Regions from separate parts of the Ovis aries genome. Here region 1 is linked to region 2. Evidence: chromatin contacts called from public Hi-C data. All regions are on one chromosome and are shown on one strand. The core of a region is the stretch at or near the end of the contact, and the rest is flanking DNA. Distances in the headings are between cores, read along the strand shown. Region 1 overlaps USP3 (ubiquitin specific peptidase 3). Region 2 holds the start of FBXL22 (F-box and leucine rich repeat protein 22).

Region 1 (7,147 bases), core at 931-3,430, 130 kb after region 2:
CGTTTCCGGGTCTACAGACTTGCTGTTTTTCTCTCTGACTTTGGCCTAGGGAAGGTGGGAAACAGGGAAGGTAGCTGTGTACGGCTTTTACTCATTGGCACCACTGCCCGGGAGGAAACTTCGGGAACCCAGGACTGGCACGGATCCAGAGGGCAACCTCCTGGAGGGTGCCTGAGGGGCTGGGATCAGAGATCTACACCAACCTGATCATTCAGGAGGGGTTAGAGACAGAAGGGCCTGAGTCTACTTATTAGCTAGCTCATAACTCTTGAGCTTGTCATGGAGAAGACAAACCGAACGGAGGACATCCATGTCCCCAGGGTGAAGGGAAAGCAGATGCATACACACAATTAGCTGTAACATAAGCCAGGTTGAGGAGTGTGAGCCAAGAACCACAGAAACCCTTTTCCTCTTCGGTATTCTCTTCCTTACAGGCCATGTTTTTATAGAAAAAAAAAACTGAGCAAATACTAAGCAAAAGCAAAATTTAAGGCCACTCTGTATTATACCACCTAGAGAGGACTGTCATTAACCTTTTGGAGTATATCTTTTCAGACCTTTTTCTTATACAAATATATGCCTGGGTTCAAAACATATATATGGTCTATTTATATATATTTTTCTGAGACAGAATTATACACTATATATAGGATTTTACCTTTTGGCATCTCTCAACACACCATGAATATCTTTTCAATTAACATGTATACATTGGCATCTATCTGCATTGCATCCACTATTTGACTATAAAATAATTTAGTTAGTAATAATTAGGTAAATAGATAGGGGGGTTCCTGTCCTTCCCCTTGAGTTAAGTGAGGGGGTGGGGGGGCTCCAGGGACAACACTCAGAGAACCTGATACATATTTCTTACAGTTTTTGGAGCCAGCGTTGGTGTCAAATCTTGCCTAAGAAGTCTAAAGGGCAAAGGCAAGGTGGTTGGCAGTTGATGGACAAGATAAAGGAGAGGGGCTGTGCTTAGACTGGCCTCTAGTCCCAGGGTTGCCAGGTGAGGATGCAAGAGCATTTCCCATGGACCAACCACACACTGGAGAGAAACAAGTTGCTTGGTGATTGCATCAACATAAAGGTTACAGTGGATAAAGGAGTTCAGACTTTATTTTGATGCTAATGAGGACCCATTGGGAGGTTGAGATGGGAAACCTGGCTGTAAGAGATGAATCTACTAATTATGTGTAAGACTACAGGTGGCGGGGGAGACGAGAAGACAGGGAGTCAGTTCATAGGCTGTTACCAAAGTCTGAGAACAAGGTTCCCTTCTTCCAGGGGAGTTAGAGGATTGGCTTCAAGTCTGGTCTCTACCAGACTTGATGAACTTGGATCACTCACTTCACTTTCCTGAGCCTTAATATCACTTCTATAACAAGGGCATAAAAACAACTCCAAAGGACTTCCCTGGTTGTTCAATGATAAAGAATCCACCTGCCAATACAGGGGACGTGGGTTCGATCCCTGGTCTAGGAAGATTCTGTGTACCATGGGGCAACTAAGCCGGTGCACCACAGCTACTGAGCCTGCATGTCCTAAAGCCTGTGCTTCAAAATGAGAGGAGCCACCACAGTGAGAAGTCCACACACCACAACTAGAGAGTAGCCCCTGCTTGCCGCAACTAGAGAAAGCCCAAATGCAGCAACAAAGACCCACTGCAGCCAATTAGAAACAAAACAACCCAGGGAGTGATGAAAATTCTTTGTGCTTTGGAACCTGTTAAAGGTGATGGTTGCACAACCTAGGGAATATGTTAGATGCCACTGAAGTGCACACAGTTGTAATACTTAATCCCATGTTATGTGAATTTCACCTCAATTAAAAGACGAAAGAGAAAATAACCCAAGAGTCTGGTGGGTTTGTTTTCATAATCACCCTTATGTGGGCCAACACGAAACTAGCTTTCTTCCCATACTTGCATTAGCCCTTCTGGGCCCGGGATCTCTCCATTGCCTCAGAGCCAGCAGCTTATCTGGGTCCCCTTAACGTTGTCCAGGCTTGCAGTTCAACCTGATTATTAAAATCTCAATCACTGTGCAGTTTATAATTTCAGTATCATTCCTCCCCCACACAGAGTACGCCTGCGCTCTGCTGGGTGAGGGTGAGGAAGGAGGGCTGGGAGGTTGATCACAGTCGGAGGTTGCATAACTGGTTTGCAGTAACTTTGCTGGGGCTTCCCTCGCCTGAGTCATCACCATCTGGCTCCTGGCCGTGGCCTCGTCTGGGTGTGGCTGAGAGCAGGAGGCCCAGACTCTTCACCTGCTTCAGTCAGAACTGTACCAAAAGAGGCGGTCTCCCCATGGGCGCTGAACTAAGCTTTCCTCCAGCAGCGTTCAGACACGGAGGACCCCAGAGAGGGGCTGTTGGGGGTGGTGGACTGGTTGTCCCTCATTCCAAAGCTCCTCTCAGTGCTGGCTCGGCTGGATGACCAACTGGCAGCCTGAGGCTCTCCCCTCCCCCGCCACCACCGCCCAGCTGATGTCTAAAATCCTTCTGAGAGTCCTTCTCTGTGTCTTCCTAGCTCCTGTTCGTCCCAGCTACCTAGGGTGAAGTCGCCCTGCTGAATTCCAGCCCAGAACTTGCTTTTTCACTTTGCCACTTGTTAAGAGACACATTTAAAAGTCCCCTCTGGCTTCATGCTCGACTTTTCATTGACTCACAGCTAACATTTTCTTGCGGTGACTTAACAAGGACAGATGACAGGCATGGTTGATGGCTCCTCCCTCATTTGTCCCTGGTCTGCCACAGTCATTACATGGTGGACTCTAGGAAGATAGCCGCCGAAGAAAAATGGATGGCAGAGAGGGAAAAAAGGAAATCGATCTTAACTTTTGTCCCCAAGACAGCCTGCGTCAACTGAGAACACACCCACCAGACCCTGAGATGCCAGCACTTTAGACCTTCTGACTCTTCTGAAGGGAACTGTCACAGGAAGACGCATACACAAAGAGCAGGGGCTTTTCAGATTGGAATGGAAGAGGCTGAGAGGCCCACCCCACGCCCTGCTCCTGGCAGCTAAGGCTAAAAGTGCTTACAACACCGAAATCAAGGTACGAGACATGCAGTGCAGTAACCTCCTCTTCCTCTTTTCTGCATAAAGAACTCCTATCTATTCCCCCAAGTCCAACTAGCTACCACACTTCTGGGGAGCCTCACCCACCCACCGAGGGGCAGGCAGGACTCCCTCCTCTGTGTGCCCCATGGGGTGCACCAAGGATCCATGAAGCACTGGGTGTGGAAGGGCAGGACCATTAAGAGAGGGCCCCTCCTCGCCTCCCTACGGCTGTGCCCCTTGGAGGATCCCTGGACGTCAAATGCACATGTTCTAAGCCACCCTATTAAAAATCATATAGGCACATCCCTGGTGGCCCAGTGGCTAAGACTCCACTCTCCCAATGCAGGGGGCCCAGGTTTGATCCCTCGTCAGGGAACTAGATCCCACATGCCTCAAATAAAAGACTGCATGCCCTAACTAAGACCCAGTGCAGCCAGATTAATTAATTACTCAAAAAACCATATTTATCTGGCTGGATTTTGTTAGTCGCTTGCACCTATCCTTGAACTGTTAGCTCTCTGATGACAATAAATTTTTTTTTTTTTAAAGCGTAGCCTCAACACCTCATAACGCTGGGCACAGTGTAGGCACTTGACAGATGCGCCAGGCCGAAGCTGCCTTTCCCCAAGCCCACAACCTGGCCAGGAAGGCTGGCACCTGGCTCTTCAAAGCAGCACAGCAATTAGCTGGGCCTAAGCTGAGGGCCCGGCTGGTGGCAGCTTCCTCCTCGGAAACCCCTGTGCTGTTTGCCTTCACCTGCTCCCAGCAGCTCTTCCTGCCAACCTTCCAGAGTCCTGACACCTTTCCCCTGGTCACTCAGCACTTGACAATGGCCTTGCTCCCCAGCTCCTCCCACCACTGCCTGGCAGCTCCTTAGCACTGACCACTGCACGACTGACCCCAGTTTGTCTTAGAAGGTCAGCCTTTGGGCCTCGTGTATGGGCCGAGCTCAGTAAATTCATCTCTGAGTTAGAGAGAACATCAGTGGTGTGAACTGATGGGTCAGCGGTGGTGGAGAGAGCAGGGACAGACCTGGGGTCACATTGTGGCTCAGCTCCTAGCAGTCTGATCATAACTTCCTAGAATCTCTGTTTTCTCCACTGTTCATGGAGATTATAAAACACACACACACAGGCCCGAATTCATAGGGTTACTGTGAAGAGTAAACGCAGTGACACATACTACTAAGCTCCTGGCTGTGTGCTGACATACGGCAGATTCTCAAAAAGTGCTCACTTCCTTCCTTTCCTCCTTCCAGCTAAGTCTCTTCCTAGTCCAAAAGCCTACAAGCCTTTGAAACACACACTCCCATGTTAAACTATAACTTGGGAAGGTTATCAAACTGCTAGAAAGTGGATCTTCCCAGAGGAACAAGGATCTCAGGCGACAGAGACAACTCTGTGTCCCCACAGATCAGGAGAGGGAGCTGAAGGTGACAAAGCTCACACTCACACCTGAGCACAGAGATGAAGGCAGGGTCAGTCCACAGAGAATCAACAAGTAAGCAAAAGCTGGGGAGACCTGGGAATGACTGTGGGGTCAGAGAGAAAGAGAGGGCAGTGACCGAGAATGGATGAGACTGCCGGGGACCCTCTGTGCCCCTACAGCCTCACACAGACTCCCAAGAAGACAGAGGGAAGAAGGGGGCAGGCACCTGATTCAGTTTCCTTTTCAGATCCAGGAAATGGGGAGATTTGAGAGATTCCCAACTGAACCGAATGGCAGGGTCAGGGTTGGGTGAGCCAGAGTCAACTCACTATTCTCCCACAGGGCAGTGGTTCTGAGTGGTCCCTGGACCAGGGTGGCCTCAGCATCACCTGGGTTTGCCAGAAATGCTGATCAGCAGTGCCCGCCTCACACACTTCAATATATTTGCTGTTGTCTAATTGCTAAGTCATCTCCAACTTTGCAACCTCATGGGCTGTAGCCCACCAGACTCCTCTGTCCATGGGATTTCCCAGGCAAGAACACTGGAGTGGTTAGCCATTTCCTTCTCCAGGGGATCTTCCCAACTCAGGGATCAAACCCACATCTGCATTGGCAAGTGAGGTCTTTACCACTGATGTGGGAAGCCCACATCAATATACAGACCCAGCCGTCTGTATTCTAATAAACCCTCTGGGTAATGCTGATTCTTGCTCAAGTTTTGAGAACCATCGCCTTGGGGAAAGCTTTTCTTCACTTACCTGAAATTTCCTTCCCATTTTAAGTGGTAGGAGGTGGCATGAGACCTGAGCTCAGACACAGACTCTGCTTCTAAGTGGCTGTGTGGCCTTGGGCAAACACATCCACCTTTCTGAACCCTGATTTCCTCAAGCATAAAATACCTGCCTTGCAGGATTAACTGGTTAAGGTTGGCGAGAATGTGCAAAAAGCACTTAGCCGAGTGCCTGACACACAGCAACTGCTCATCTTCGTCATCACTATCATAACCACCCTGACTGTGAAGAGGCCCCTGGATGAGTAAAAAGTGGAGATGCATTAAGGATAATCACCAGGCCATGTGGGGATCATCTGGCTCCATGAGTGTTTAATAAGCTGTTCAGAATGCCCCTTGATGCCACTTGTCGCCTGGCTACACCCTCATTAAGCCAGGAATGACTTTAAAAAGATAACAATTCCTTTCACATTTGATGACAAACAAGCATCTAATTTGGATATAGCAAACCGAAACGTGGAGGAGAAAAACCACTCTTGCTACAATACTCCCCAGCCATGTTCCTGCCCCACCCACTTCCCCTTTCCTCTCAGATAAGTCTCTTAAGCACACAGTAGCACCAGGCAAATGTTTGTCGAATAGTGAATAAATGGACTGGCTCGATTTGATTTGAAAATGCCCTACTGTTGTGCAATAAAAGGAACCATTTGTGGTGGGGCCTTTAGCCTCCTGGGGTGGGGCTAGGGCAGCACTGGCCACAGCAGCCAGGTGGACAGCACAGCGCAATCCTGGGAAGGCAGACACTAAGGGGACAGGAAGAGACCGCTCCGGCCAGGACCGGGAATGGAGGTGGCGTGTTTTAGTTTAGCAAAGGCCATCCACCGTGACACGGCTCGTGGTCCTCCACCCCTAGCTCTCCGTGTCAGTGTCTGGCCCACCCACTAAGCCTGCTGAGGCTTGCCCACGCTGGAAGGTCCTGTGTCCTGTGGCCTCTGCAAGGCAGAGGGAACTGGAATCAGAGCACCAAGACTGGTGAGCCCATCTGCTTCCCCATGGGTTGGAGGTGGGGGGATGTATACTTCATCCTTCTTGTTCTGGCCAAAATGCTATCCATTGGGCCCTTGGCATCTTGTTGCACTCCCCCAAACATCGTACAATTTTCGTCTGTGGCCTGGCTCCCATCCCCCTCTGCTCCATTTATCCTCCCTAACTGCGTCCAACATGGATTTTTTCATCACTCCCTGCTCACAGAATAAAAGTCCCAGTGTCTTAGCAGGGTATTCACACTTTGCAATTTGTCCCCAACCTGAACGTCCAGCTTCATTGCTCACAGCCAGGCCTCGTCCACGTCTAACTCCTGCCTGCCAGCGCCCTGCTCTTTCATACCACTGGCTGCTGACTAGAAGGCCTTTCCTCCTGTGGTCCACCTGGAGGATGCAGACACCTCTTTTTGAAACCTGCTCAAATGTAACTTTCTATGAAATGGTCCCGCCAGCACCCAAGCATCTTCCTGAATACTTTCCCAAGTTTTCACTCAGCCTAGAAGTCTCCTTTTCCAACCACAAATTCCTAATATTCTTCAGGACGTGGCTCTAGTATTGCTTTAAAAGTTTTGTAAATTTTTTTTACATAGTTTCAAACTTAAAGCAAAGTTGCAAGCATAGGACAAAGAATTCTAGCACATTTTTCACCCGGATTCCCGGGTGAAGGAAAATATTAACGTTTTCCTACATTTGCTTTATTTAACCTTCTTCTAGATCTCTTCCTTGCTATGTGTTTGTATTATTTTTTTCTGAATAGCTTATGAGTTATTTGCAGACATTATACTCCTCTATTCCTTCAATGTGTATGTTTTCTAAAACCAAGGACACTCTCTTACATAATTAGAGACTAATTATCAAAGTTAGGAAATTAATTTTGATACC
Region 2 (7,488 bases), core at 4,114-6,613:
CAGATGCCTCCTTCTCAAGGGGGCTTACATTCGTCAACCTCTTTTAAGTTGCTTTTCCTTTCCTGGCCCTAGTCAGCAGTCCCCAAATATCTTTTACGCTGTACTTTCCCCTCTCCCCCAGTACTTACCTTCTTATACACTGGCTTGTACACTGTTTCTTCCCCCATTAGAACATAAGATCCATGAAAACAGAGTGTCTTTTTTTTCTTGCTGTTTCCCCAATATCTGGGCAATGAATAAGGAACCCATATGTTTGGTCAGGCCCCTCAAGATAGCTCTTCTCTTGTTCTAAGTCCCCTGCCTGACTAGTACCTGTTTCACCTAAACCCTACACGTATAGGACCTATCTTCCTAGATACTTGCCCCAGGCCCCAGCTGATGATTGTTCATATCAAAGGGTCCCTGAGGGGCATGCCCCACCATTGGTTTCCTTGGTAACTAATGAGCCCACCTGACATCAATTCCCCTATAACTGGTCATCCCCCCTCCCCTCTCCCAAGCAAAGACTGCTACAATGCTACAATGTCCTGCCTGCTGCATACGGTGGGGTGTCACTCCAGGATCTTGCTTCAGACATGTAAGTTTCCTCTAACCATTAAACCATTGATGTCTCTGTTGCTGACTCTGGGCTCTCTCAGAATTAAAGCTGAGCAAGTGCAGGCCTTGTAGGCCTACGGGGTGCAGCCCAACACCAGTGAGTAAGCATCAACAGCCCCTTTCACAAAGAAGAAACACCTGGTCTCAGGTGGGTCAAAGGCCTTGATCTCAGCTGGTGATGGGAGTAGCCAGGGTTTATATCGCCCACCACTTCACCATTCTCCCTGCCTTCTCCCCTTACCCCAAATTTTCCCACTGTACCTGGAACCAGGAGGCTGCAGGATGACTGATGACTGAAAGCCTCTACTTTGGTGGCTAAAGGTGGGACAGCAGTGACTAAAGCTATAAAATTGAACTCAAGGTATGTGCCCAACGTTCAAAGCTAGCAGGTAAAAATTTAACTTGGCATTGGCTTTTAATGGTTTCGTTAACCAAAGATTTAACCAGGGCTGCTGCTTCTGTTTTTGTCTTTACTTTGGGATTGTCAGATGTTTTTCTTCGTTTCTGATGGATGGGCGAACGGTAGAAAACAAGCACAGCTGCAGTTTATGAAAGAATCACATCAACAAGAATTTTCTAGGATCACTCAAAGCGAGTTGGGGGTGGGCACGGAGCAAAGGTTCGACTCTCTCAGGCCCAGGGTTCTACCCCTCCTCCCTCTGGCGCAGCAAGGAGGGGTTGAGGAGAGTGCTGCCCCTCACACACCTCTGGGGAGCTCCGGGTGGCCACACTTCCCCACGGGGGTGATTTAAGACACCCTCGTCCTCTTCCCCTCCCCGCAGCTGCAGCCTCAGCTGCGAAGGATGGGATAGAGCCCAAGTGGAGAACCCGGGGCGCAAGGTAAACATAAAAGTGTGCTGGTGTTTAGCGAGAAACAATCGAGTGTTTCCCAAGCATCCGGCCATCAAATCTCGCACTCAGCCAATGTATAAAATCGTAATATGGGGTAGGCGCTCGTATCCCTGTCTTGGCTGAGAATGTGGCGGCTGTCTAGGAGCTGGCGTTCAACACAAGTAGCTCCTTCGGAGACCCGGGGCCGGTGTCCTGCCCGCAGCCCGGAGGGCCTAGCGCAAAAGCAACTTGCGGAGGGCGGCGCCGGGCGCGTGCGGGCCGCGCGGGAGCTGGTCCGGGATCATGGCCGCGCTGTGCTCGGCGCGCAGCGTCAAGCGCGGACACGCGGCGCGCAGACGCCTCAGGCCGGCCGCGCTCACGTTGCGGCAGAAGTCCACGTGCAGCGTCTGCAGCGCGCGCCCGTGCGCCGCCACGGCCGTCAGCGTGCGGTTGGTGACGCGCGCGCAGTTCTCCAGGTGCAGCGCGCGCAGGCGCGGGCAGCAGCGCAGGAGACGCGCCAGGCAGTCGTCGGTGACGTGGCCGCAGCCAGACAGCGTGACGGATGCCAGGTTGGGGCACCTGCGGAGAGAACGCGGGCCCGGGCCGAGGAGGATGCGGTTAGCCTGCCGCCCCCCGGTCACGACCCCTAGCTCCCTGGCTGGTTGGTCCCAGTGCCAACTCTGGGAGACCGCATCTTATAGAGGAGTACCGGGCCTAGCTCTTGTGGCTTAGCTGGTGAAGAATCCGCCTGCAATGCGGGAGATCTGGGTTCGATCCCTGGGTTGGGAAGATCCCCTGGAGAAGGGAAGGACTACCTCCAGTATCCTGGCCCGGAGAATTCCATGGACTGTATGGTCCATGGGGTTTCAAAGAGTTGGATCCGGTTGAGCGACCTTCACTTTCATCGGACCTAGCGAGTTTCCCTTTGGGAAGTTGCCCGCGGTGACACGACCGGGATCTGAACTGGGACCCACTTCCCTTGCTCTTCTGCTACTCCACCTCACCATACTTGGCTATGAGTGAGGCCCTGGTGATCATGGCAGGACAGTACAGAGAGAGTTTCCCGTGAAGTGTCTTAGAGTCAGGCCCATTCCAACTCTTGGCCATCGGGGCCCCTTCTGAGTATTGGTTCGGAGCTCTAGAGCCCTGGTTTCAGCTCAGTTGACTGAGGCAATTACTGCAACTCCACTGGGACGCAAGCCTGCCAGAAGTCAAGATCCACAGGTAGCTAGACCCAGGCCTGTTGTGGGTACACTCAGGGACACGGGTAGCTTGTCCAGAAAGCATGGGGAGAGGGGGATGCCTCTGCACCAACCTTACCAGCAACTGCTTGGGGAAAAGATCTTGAGCAAAGGTGGACGTGGCTTCTTTGTGCTGCGACCTTGATTGTCACTCTTTACCTGGTATGTATGTTTGAGGTTGGCTGGGAGAGACTAATGCCCACCAGTGGGATTGTCCTGAGAACTAAATGAGATTAGAATTGTCTGGAGCCTGTGCAGGGCCTTCTGTGGGTGCTTCTAAGCCATGTTTCCTGGGAGCAGGCAGGACCAGACTGCTTCCAGTCAAGAACCTGTCTCATGGGTGCAGGTCTTGGCTTCCTATTGCCAGAGGAAGCTGGAGCCAGGCCACAGAGGGTTTCCCTTTCCCCATCAGCCTCCCTCAATGCCCCTGGGCTGCACCTGACCGAGCCAGCTCAGCTCCCTTTGCTTTAGGAAGGAAGGAAGGAACTAAAGTAGACTGGACATGGCTGCATCCACACACCGAGAACACCCCATCTTTCCCAGTTTGCACATCTTCCTTAGTCTTCATATCTGCCTTCCACCCCCAGTTTCTCGAATGAGGAAACTGGCTCAGGGAGCTCAAGTGATTTGCCTGTGACTTATTTGCTGTCTGACTCAGGACAAATACCTGAACCTTGCTGCACCACCTCTTCATCTGTCAAGTGGGAGAGAAACTGTTACCTTCAGCGTGGTGGTGAGGTTTAGGTAGGCGTTCAAGCCCCAAGGCTGTTAACATGATTCCTTCCTCTTGAGAACCTTTAGAATAATCCCAAGGCAGGAAGAAGCCAGCAAAAGAAACCATGGACTCCTTGCCCAGCCATCCTCAGCTGTCCCCAGGTGATTGCCAGATCTAGGTTTGCTGCACAGGTATCCGTACCTACTGTGTGCCAGTGCTACTGTGTCATTTAATCCAAAATTAGCCTGTGAGATAAGGCAGTTTATCCCATTTCACAGGGGAAGAAATGAAGTTAAATTTAAATATTTGGGCTGGGGGTCACATGGTCAGACAGTAGCAGTACTGGGGGACTCAGCCCCAAGCCCTTTGCTTTTTTATGACACTCGTGACCCTTGCTGTACCCAGACAAGTATAGTCCACACCTTTCTAGTTTGGGGGTTATACCTGCTTCTCTTACAAGAATGGAAGAAATTTAGGGCAGACTTTTTGCCCTGCATGTATCACTTCCCTGTCTGTCTACTGGGTCTTGTTAAACCCATCAAAATGGCATGGTCTCATTAGGGACCAACCCCAAATCCATCTAATTTTCTTCTATGGCCTTAAAAAAATAAATAAAGAAAGGAGGAGCCACTACACTATTTGCTTCTGTTCCTTGTTAGGCTGCCGGAATACAGCAGCTGTTAAACCTGGGTGGCAACAAGCAGACTGAACCTAGTTTGTTAGTGAACGAGGAGATCATTTCCTCAAAGGCAGGTCAGGACTGGTAAAGGCTCAGAGAGAGCCTGGCTGAGGAAGACTATTCTTTCATGGACTGCTCTGGGCAGGAGGCTGTGGCACTGAAGGGAGTCTTGCCACTGTGGGGTCGACAGGTCAAATTATAGGATGTATTTAGGACATACTTATGCCAAAAATTATTCTCTCTCTCTGAAGTTCAAATTTATCTGGGCCTCTTGAATCTTTATTTGCTAAAATCTGGTAATCCTAGACTGTGGCACAAATCACACAACCTGTCAGACTTTTTGGTTTGCTCATTTGAGAACTTAGGCTAAAGCACTCTTCCCTTCAGTTTACTGATCCTCACAGTAACTTTTGAAGATAAGTAAGTTTTTCATAAGGAAACCATTGTCTGCACCCTTGCTGGAGCCTGGATTGGTTCATCTAACCCAGAGCCGAGCAGCCTAACCCTCCTTCAGCTGCACTTCACAGGTCTTGGGGTTTGCTTGCCAGGAGCAAAGTCAAGGGGGTGAGCTGATTGCTGAATCTTGAAACCTTTTCCTGGGGCCTGACACTGAAAATGAAGGCCCAGCTGGACCCACCCAGCCCTTAATGGCTGCCAGGGAGGACAGATGCCAGAAGCACAGGAGAGGCTGAAGCCTAGTTCTTCCTCTCTGCGGAAGCAGCTCCAGGACCTGTGAGGCTAAGAGGAAGACTGGCACCCTTTCCCCCGCATAATTCTGTCCATCCTGTGGAGATTGCGTAGTGGGTGGGCCTGGAGAGTCTGCCTTGGGCCTAGTCTGAGGCTCCCCGAAGCAGAGACGTCTTGGTCTCGTAATTTACTCTTCCCAGACCCCCAGGAGCCTCCCAGAGCTCTGGATGCCAGCGCTGCTCAGGAGGCGGCCTACCTGTCGCACACCTGGAGGAGGAAATCATTGACTAGGCTCTCGTGCCGGCTGCAGATGTTCCTCTGGAGGGCGCTCTTGAGCCAGTCCTCGATGCTGCACACCTGCACGCGGCTGGAGTGCCAGCAGATGGAGAGGCTCCTGAGTGCCGGGCTCAGGAGGAAGTTGTCCTTCTTGAGTTCTGTGAGGGAACGAAAGTGCAGCAGGGACCAGAGTGCAGGGTCCTCAAACACGTCCTGGAGCTGGGGGCAGGTCCTGGCAAGGTTCTTCCTACTGTCCTTGTCCAGGAAGGAGAAGAGGTGCAGCAGGCACTCCCGATTGAGCTGGGTGATGTGCATGGTACGCAGTGGCCACACCGAGTGTGGCTGGAGCCCAGGGACCTGACCTACCTCCAGCTGCTCCTCCCCAGCTCTGGGCTGGTGGACATATATGGTTGAAGAATGGCGTTTATTTTTGGCCAACAACTGGTGCTGGCGCTCTAAGGAGGAGGGAAGCCCAGACCCAGACATACGTGCGGCAGTCTGTGGCTCGGCTTATGTTTTCAGCAGAAAAGCAGCATATTTAAGTTCAATAGCCTCCTTAAAGGGGATTTCTTTCCTTTTAGCTGACAATGGTGTTAGGCAGAGAGCTCTTTAGGCATTTTCATTCGAGGTGCTGGCTGGACCACCTTTGTCCGGGCTTGCAGTCTCTACTCACTGGGAGGGACTCTAATTGTAAATAGTATCTGGTTTTATTTCCTGGGGCATCATTATGAGTCTTCGGCTCTACTTTCAATGTGAAGAAGCCTGCTGTCTATGAAGAACTAAAGGTGATGGTTTTATGCTCTGAGGTGTAAGCAGAAGCCGTGGTCGATGCTCCTTTTCTGTGTTTTTTGTTTGTTTAGTGGTTTCCAGCCTAGGCTGAGCTACCTTCAAATCCTGCTGCCCCCCTCCAAGCAGAGGGATTTCCCAGTTGGCTCTGTTTTTACCCTGAGCTTTTTCATAAGAGATTTGTGTTAAGTAGCTTCTCGCTCTCCAAGGTTCTTCTGTGTGTGTGTCACATTTTAAACTTGTTTACTTGGCTTTTCATTTTTCCAGTTATGTGTCCTGCTGTATCTAATCTATATTTCCCCAAGTGCCAGGATGGATGAAGTAACTCAATACAAAACTGCTTGAAGCAATTATAAGTTGAAGTATTCTACTCTTGCCCTGTAAGCCAGCCACACATCCTCCTTGTGAACGTGTGTAGTTTAGTTCCCGGCAGTTAAGCCGCTAGGTAAATTGCCTGGAGGTTTTATTCATGAGTTCTCCCTTCCTAACACAACACTGAGATTTCTTAATCTGTGGACCCATTTTCTAGTACCGCTTCACTCCCAGTCCTTCACCAGACCCTACCGTATTTCCCCTCCTGTGAACTCCTATGTCTGTGTCTCCTATGTCCTGCTTGGTTTGGGGGCTGCAGTCGTGAGATGAGAACCATTGTTTCTGTTAGATGAGGCCACCTCAGTGGTTACTGTTGGTTCCTTTTCCCACATAATGAGAATTGGAAGGAATGGGAATACTGTTTCCACTTGTGTGGATGAAGCACATGTGCCAGGATCCTCTTCTGGAACTGAGGCTTGGTTGGACCTGGTGCAGCTTTGCCTGTAAAAGCAGAATGCAGCCGAGGGGTGAAAGTAGCCACTGTGGCTCGCTCCCGTGCTTTGAGGAGCCAGGTGCAGCGGTCCCCTGTGCCCAGGTTACCCCACCACTGCCAAGGTCACATGGAAAGCGTGGCTTTTCTTAAAAACAACATACATCAAGAAACAGCCAAAAGCAAGATGTATTTCTCAAGGAAAGGGTTACTAGGAACTGCTCATATTTCACACAAATCATTTTAATTGTTCAAATGACAGCTGACTAGCCAGAATCCCTCTTTGGGCTCTAGTTAAACTTATTTAAAAGGTACTGCTACACCACAGGTGTTTACTGGAAAGCCTTTAGGATTTCCCTCCTGAATCCTTTCCAAACCAGTACTTTTTAGAGGGCTGATCCCTGGAAGTAGTTGGTTCTTTCACCTTCTTAAAGGCATAGTAGTATAAGCATGCCAGCCACAGGGGAGAGTCATTTTGGTTCCTTGTGTCTCCCAAGCTGCACTTCAACAGCTCTGCTTGAGCAGCAAATATGGGCAGAGCCGGGCCACTTCGCTGCTCCTCACGTGGGGTGGTAGGAGGCACCCCAGAATACAGGGTGGGTCCACAGGCATGCCTGCCTGCAGGGAGGGCTGTGGCTCACAGCCGGGTGTTCTGACAGCTGTTCCTCCAAGCTCCTCCCTTTCTGCCCCGTGGAGCTCAGCTCCTCCACAGCCTCTGACCGGCACGGCTGCCAAAAGGAAACGTGTGATTTGGGAACTGGAGACAAAACCATTTGGGCTTCAGGCGTCTCTGTCTTCAGTTTTAGAAGACTGATAGAAACAGGCAAATGAGTAACAGAAAAACAATGGGTGTGGACACACGGTGGTTCTCACA

The links. Hi-C and Micro-C count contacts between places; a contact is called where the count stands out from the background.
Region 1: a Hi-C map of liver shows a contact between it and region 2, with 2.0 times the contacts expected there. The contact joins the enhancer-like site here to the promoter of FBXL22 in region 2. A contact is called at or near these places in 3 of 16 Hi-C or Micro-C datasets (blood and liver).

Annotation. Positions count from the first base shown.
Region 1 is chr7:44,734,836-44,741,982 of ARS-UI_Ramb_v3.0, forward strand. All of the region lies in intron 1 of USP3 (ubiquitin specific peptidase 3), which reads right to left. Among named protein-coding and RNA genes, the nearest start is that of CA12, 100 kb to the right of the region's middle. Within about 2 kb of position 2,181, at least 34 of the 54 cell types and tissues checked have an H3K27ac peak or open chromatin away from gene starts, as enhancers often do. A contact at or near this core is called in liver, where this site is marked.
Region 2 is chr7:44,598,340-44,605,827 of ARS-UI_Ramb_v3.0, forward strand. FBXL22 (F-box and leucine rich repeat protein 22) reads right to left here and starts at 5,364. Exons shown (of 2, transcript XM_015096995.4): 1 at 5,007-5,364; 2 at 1-2,007. The coding sequence starts at 5,341. The coding sequence ends at 1,662.